Regions from separate parts of the Mus musculus genome. Here region 2 is linked to region 1. Evidence: chromatin contacts called from public HiChIP or PLAC-seq data. All regions are on one chromosome and are shown on one strand. Each heading gives the region's core, a stretch centred on a gene start, on an enhancer-like site or on the middle of the called end of the contact. The rest is flanking DNA. Distances are from core to core; before and after follow the strand shown. Region 1 holds the start of Fbxo34 (F-box protein 34). Region 2 overlaps Mapk1ip1l (mitogen-activated protein kinase 1 interacting protein 1-like).

The links. HiChIP or PLAC-seq counts read pairs in DNA pulled down with a chosen protein or histone mark.
Region 2: an H3K27ac HiChIP or PLAC-seq map of extraembryonic endoderm stem cells shows a contact between it and region 1. The contact joins the enhancer-like site here to the promoter of Fbxo34 in region 1. A contact is called at or near these places in 2 of 39 promoter capture datasets (hippocampal neurons and pre-B cells), 1 of 484 Hi-C or Micro-C datasets (uterus), 4 of 115 datasets of contacts at active chromatin or transcription factors (embryonic stem cells, extraembryonic endoderm stem cells, intestinal villus epithelium and 1 more) and 4 of 9 other capture datasets (adipose tissue, embryonic stem cells, liver and 1 more).

Annotation. Positions count from the first base shown.
Region 1 is chr14:47,470,865-47,474,251 of GRCm38.p6, reverse strand. It overlaps Fbxo34 (F-box protein 34), which reads right to left and starts at 1,691. Exons shown (of 3, transcript NM_001146086.1): 1 at 1,535-1,691.
Region 2 is chr14:47,316,763-47,320,114 of GRCm38.p6, reverse strand. Mapk1ip1l (mitogen-activated protein kinase 1 interacting protein 1-like) reads right to left here. Exons shown (of 4, transcript NM_178684.6): 4 at 1-703. The coding sequence ends at 692. Among named protein-coding and RNA genes, the nearest start is that of Mapk1ip1l, 20 kb to the right of the region's middle. Within about 2 kb of position 1,649, at least 2 of the 459 cell types and tissues checked have an H3K27ac peak or open chromatin away from gene starts, as enhancers often do. A contact at or near this core is called in extraembryonic endoderm stem cells, where this site is marked.

The DNA of each region.
Region 1 (3,387 bases), core at 442-2,941:
GGTTACTTAGACACTAGAATGTGAGGACCTTCAGAGCCTTTAAGTCATCCAGGTTCCTTGCCGGGCAGGGCAGCTGTAAAGCTCTGACGTGCCTTAGGGATTACTGTCCTGATGAACAGCACCTGGTACCACCGACCTACACTAATCTCCTGATCCAAAGTTCACCTGGCTGCTCCCGGCATGCGCTAGCCATCTCTCTTCTCATTGACAGCATGGCCAGCCTACTGTGTTCCACTCTTCCCCTCCATCCCTCTTAGTATGAAGTGTCCTATGTAACTGCTTCTGGGCCCTCGTGTCACTACGGGCAGTCAAGAGATGTGTGCTTGACCGCCAGTGCGCCAGTGCTTCTATGCAGGTCTACTATCTTTTCAAAGCCTGAGAAAAATCAACATTCACAAAATCACCTGCTAAAATTTATCATTTCACATTCGGAAGCACTACTGACAAAATGTAAGTCGCCTGACCCCAAAGGTAGTCCTCAGATGTGTTATATTACGTTACAGCCTAGTCTTGGGGTGGGGGTGGGCTGCAAAGCAGAGGCTTATTGCTGAGCTATAATCACAGAAAAAAACAAATGTCCCTGATAAAACGGGGGAGGGGGGGGCAAGAAACACCAGGATAAATTACATCATCGGGGGATTATTATTTAAGAAAAATGTTGGATTGATTCAAGCTCCCCTTCTTTGCAAGACAAAGTTCATTCAAGATCTGCTTGCCTTGGTCATTCGCTAACAAGCAGATCACTGGCAAAAAAAAAAAAAAAAAAGATAAAGCCAACTAAATTATCAGCCCTCCAGTTGGTTCAGCCCCCGCGCACCCTTTCCCAGCAACTGCTACATCAAACCATCAAACTGAGTTTAGCTTCCTGAAGGCACAGTGAACACCCTAATACCCCTTCCACGCCCAACCCCCAAGATCCCTCATATCTAAACCGAATGTCCTTAAACTGTACTACTACCGATGCTCTCCGAAATGAAGTTTAAGCACCTGACAATTATTACATCCAAACTGTACGAAGCCGAGATCCCAAGATTTTGGTTCAAATCTGCTAGGACCGAACTTCCTTTTTCTCCCCGCGGGTCCTCCCAGCCCTTCCGCGCGCCAAGGTCGCCACTCGGGGCCTGCAGTGACATCACGGTCTGTCTCGGTAGAGCCCTGACATCACCCGCACGCCGAGCCTCGGCACTGTGACCTCACCACCGCAGGCTCGCACGCCAGGGCCCCCCGGGGAGGGTGGAGGAGACGCGCCGCTCACCTGCACGGGGACACCCGGAGCCCCGCGCCCCGCACGCAGCCCACCCGCGGCGGCCTAGCTTGGGTCGCCGGACTCCGGGCCCAGGGAGCAGCCGGGCGCACGACCTCGGGGCCAGGCCGCGAGGACGGCTCTCTGGAGGACGCTGCGGCGGCGGCACCCCGAGCACGGCGAGCCGCGGTCCCCGCCCCCAACGTTCGGCCCTGCCGCGGGGAGCAGCGGGAGCCGCCACGGTGTCCACCTGCCCCGCGCCCCGCAGCCCCGCGCCCTCGCCCGGCCCACCTGTGCTTCTGCCGGGCCAGGGCCTGGCCCGGGGCTGCGGCAGCCCGATGCGGCGGCGGCAGGCCTGACTCGCTCCCCGACACTGAGGCGGACCAGGAGCTCAGCGCTGAGCGGCGGAGCCCAACGCTCGCCCCGAAACCCATTTGTTGGCTAAACCGGCGTGACATCACGCGCCGGCCCAATCGACGGTTGCCCGGGGGCGGGGCCGCAAAGCCTGCGTGCGCCAGCGCCCCCTGCGGGCGGCCGCGAGCGCTGTGGGGAGAGATGGGAGCTGCCAGGACAAGCGCCTACAAGCCTGGTGTGGCGGGAGATTGGGGAGTTTGAGTGTCACTGCACAACAAGGACCCTAACCCTAGAGCACAGTTAGAGTGACAAGTTCATTAACACTCCCAGGTGCTCCAGAAGCCTTAATACGTTTGACCCTGTTAGATATCCAACATGTCTGGGTTCTAATCTTGGTTCTACCACTAGCGTATGGTTCTATTTCAATTTTTATTTTTATTTATTTTATTTTATTTATTTATTTATTTATTTATTTATTTAGGAGACAGAGTTTCTCTGTATAGCCCTGGCTGTCCTGGAACTCACTTTGTAGACCAAGCTGGTCTCGAACTCAGAAATCCGCCTGCCTCTGCCTCCCGAGCGCTGGGATTAAAGGCGTGTGCCACCACACCCGGCTCATCTATTTCAAATTTTTAAAATGAGCTATTTAGCAAGCCCATGGCCCTGGGTTTGATCCTGATGTCCTACACACTGGGCATGTTGCTTCATATCTGTAATCCCAGAGTTTGGGAGGTGATGTCAGGTGCGCCACAGGTTCATGGTCACCCTCAATGGCAAAGCAAATTTGGGATCAGCGGGAGCAGGGCGCGGGTCCTCTCTGTTAAGAACACTGGCTGCTCTTCCAGGGGAATTCAATTCCCAGCACACCACAAGGTGGTTCGAAACTTGTCTGTAACTGCAGCCTCATGGAATCAGACGTCTTTTTCTGGCCTCCACAAACACTGCATGCACGGAGACAAAACACTATACACATAAAAAAAATTTTTACAAAAGAATATATTTTCCATAAAATTATGGCAGAAGTACCTACCAGAAAGTACATAAACTTTAAAGTTAAACTGCTAATCTACAAGAGCCTTGTAAACTTATCAGTGAAAGAAAAAAAAAAAAAAACAACAACAACAAGAAGACTCAGCACTTAAGAGCACTAGCTGCTCTTCTAAAGTACCCAGGTTCAATTCTCAGCACTCTCGTGGTGGCTCACAATTATCTGTTACTTCAGTCCCAGGGGATCCAAGACACACATCTGGTGCACACATGTGCAGGCAAAATAGCTATACACACAAAATTTTTTAAACAGCCTCACATCAGAAAATAAAAAACCTCTTGTGAAACGTGTGTGTGAAGTCTTAAAGAATCAAAATGTAGAAATAGGACCAGTGAGATGCTGCAGCAGATGAAGGTACTGACACTAAACCTGACACCCTGAGTTCAATCCCTACGACCCACCTGGTAGGATGAAAAGATGTCCTCTACATGTGGGCCGGAGTATGTGAATACCACCCATACAGACACACACACACACACACACACACACACCACACACACATACACATACACACACACACACAAATACACACACACATACACACATACATACACACACACACACACATACATACACACACACACACACACACACACACACATGCGTGGGCTGGAGTATGTGAAAAACCCTCCATACACACACACACACACAAATTTGCAATTTTAAAATATAAAACTAAGCCAAGCATGGTAGTACACATTTGTAATCCCTGAATTTGGAAGGCTGAGACAAGAGGTTGTGG
Region 2 (3,352 bases), core at 400-2,899, 150 kb after region 1:
TCTGACTACCACAGGAAAACTTAAAACTCCAGGTGCATGTAGTGCCAGCATTCCTCTAGAGCTCCGTCAGAGCAAGAATCTGTCCTTAGATCATGAAGCAATCTTGATAGGAGAGAACTGGATATAATGGTTGAATTAAACTTAGCGCGCGCGTACACACACACACACACACACACACACACACACACACACACACACACACACACACACACACACACAGAGTTAAATAGATAAATATAGTAAGAGGGCCAGGTTTGTGTAGGTAGGAGGAGCTCAAAATGTTGAGGAGTCATGTTTCAATTAAGTGATTGTTCTTGGTTCTGTGGGGTGCGGTGGTAGTGGTGGTGGTGTGATTATAAAAAGTACTTGATGTTGTCAATTAAGATGTAGATTCTAACAATAATCCATGTTATTTAGATTTTGAGGGCATAGCTATGCTTTAAACAAATATTATCAAATGTTATTCAATACACATAATCACATTAAGCACACTTGAATGATTCGCTTCTACATTTATCTGATTGTACCCACGTGATGTTCTACATATTCAAACACATGAAGCAGGAACTGAGGTGCAAAGTTCTTTCACAAATGCCCTCAACCAACAGCGAAACCAGCCATTATATATGCTTTCTCGTGCATACACATGTACTTCAAAAAGCATTGCGCCATCTCTTCATCCACTGTCAACTTAATGGTAAGACTGCAACAGAAAAAAAAGGGAAAAAAAAATCAACTTCTATAATTGTGGGTCTCTGTGAATACCAGAAGCAGCAGAGTAACGGTCAGAACAGGGCTCAAAATTAGAATCATGTGAGATTTCTGAGTGCCTGTAAGAAAACTCCAAGAAACCGAGACAGGAGTCTTGTGACCTGTTTCTTCAAAACACAGGGAATTGTTCTTACATTCTGCTTTTGTGCCCCTCCCAGATGTAGCAGATAGTTCACTTCAGATTATTCATTACAACTGGCTATTGTTATTTCTTTATATGCCTCTATGGAAAATGTTTTTTGCTGCCTTCAGCTTGCTCCACCACGTGAGGCTTATAATTGTACATTTACATAAATCTTCTTAAACGCCAGAGTATAAACTATCTGATGCTCCGATTAAATTTGGCGATTGTGTGAGACTTTAAGCCACCTCATTTACATCATTTTCTTTAAAAAGGAGGAGCGCAAGTACTGCAGTCCTAACTATCAGATTGCCTGCAAGAATTCCTGGTGTCCAGAATAAGCATCAGTCGCATGATATACCTCCAGCAGCCCTTCCACGTTCAGGACGAGCTACAGTTGCCTGGATAAAAACAGCATCGGGATCTGACCCCTTGTCTTATCTGTAACATGAATAAAAGGTCCCTCTGAGTGCTATGCTGATTTTCACAGGAAGCCAGAAAGATGCTCCTGAGAACTGAGTTAGAGAGGAGCAAGATCAAGTTCTTAGTCAACAGCTGGCTTTTGATAATCCAATGAAGATCACCAAGGACTAATTACACCTCAGATGGGAAATGCTATTGACTTTCTGAAATTTTGTAGAAATGTGCGAACCTACAGACACAGAGCAAAATTGGCTGCAAAGCTACGGAGTCTTCACCAGTCACTCAGAACAGCTGGAAAATGGGCACACAGAATTCTTTTCCTCCCTGGAATTCTCTCGTTATCAATGGATTGTATTATCTCAAGGCTTGACAAAATCCCCTGCTATGTGTCAATACTGCATAGGAGAGGTTTTAGTTCCGGTGAGGCAGCCTTTCCCTTAGGCTTATATGCATAAACACCGTTAGCACCTCCAACCCGGTTGGCAGGACTCACGATATGCTACATACAAATGGGCATCTTATTGAACCAGAAAAGGTACACAGAACAGATACTATGCAATATTTGGAACACTAGTTAATAGAACTGTTAAGCCACAAGAAACTTATTAGACAAGACAATTTAAAAACAACTTTCAAAGATCATTAGGAGATAGTTATCAGCTATGCACTTCTTTAGGAATAGCTAACTATGCACTAAAACCATTTATGTAAAATTCTACAAGGAGAGATGGCATTGGACAGCGCTCACCTATGGAGAGGCAAAGGAAGAACTGCAGAAATCTGATTCCAGACTACAAAACCATTTGTGCATAGTGTGGAGCCTTCACTGCCTTTAAACTTATTTTCCCCACTGAACTGTTGACTCTGGGTGTTACATAGCACCAGAGGATAAGCCTTTGGAATGGATTCACTGATACCAAAGGCCATAAAATGCTAACCGCGCACCGTACCCTTCTTGCTCAATTAGTAAATCAGGGGAGGACCTGACGTCAACAATTATATGGGTTCAATCCTTGCTGTATTTATTATATTACCCTCAACTAACAATCACCTCTTCAGAAAACCCAGAGAACCCCTACTACACACTAATGCTATTAAGACTTCAAATGATGATAGCTACATTAGTTGATTATCAAATTTAAGAAAGGAGATTGGATAGCTCAATTATTGTTATTACCTTATATACTCATTGGATATTCTGATGCAACTCATCATCAGAATATGATGATATTGGGGTTTTGGAAGTACTAATCAGGCAAATGTCTTTTGGACTATGAATAAAGGGAAACAGCCACAAATAAAAATTTCTATTAATAGTAAATCTTTTATTGGTCTGATAGATACAGGGTCTGATATTACTATAATTACAGAAAAAGACTGGCCTTTAAGTTGGCCTGTACAACAACTACCTTGTGAAATAAAAGGTATTGGTTCTCAGCCTCTAATCTCTATTAAACAAAGTGTTTAGATCATGTCTTCGATTACTTCGATTACTGAAGATGGGCAAACTGCTGTTTTAAAACCTTTCTTATTACAAGTACCTGTTAGTATTTTTGTAAGAGATGTCTTGGAGCAACGGGGTGCTCATTTAACATTTAATACTCTATAGATGTAGTCTATACAAATTCTATGGGAAAAACGTATCCCCTCTGGACTGAACAAAGCAGCAATTGGATGCCGCACAACCTGTGGTTGAGAAGCAACTTCAAAAAGGGCAAATTGAACCATCTACATCTCCATGGAACCCCCCTATTTTTGTGAATAAGAAGTCTGGGAAATGGAGGTTGTTAACAGACTGAAGGGGAGTTAATTCTACTATGTATCCCATGGGAACCCTGTAACCAGGACTCCTCAGCCATCTACATTACCTTCTTCTTGGCCTGTAAATTGTAATTGATTGGCAAGACTGTTTTGTTTTGTTTTTTTTAAATCACTCCTGTTCATTGAAATCAGAGGAAAGGTTTTGCTTTTTCAATACCTTATGTAAATAATAGGGGGGCCACACTAAAGATATCAATGGAAAGTACTCCTACAAGG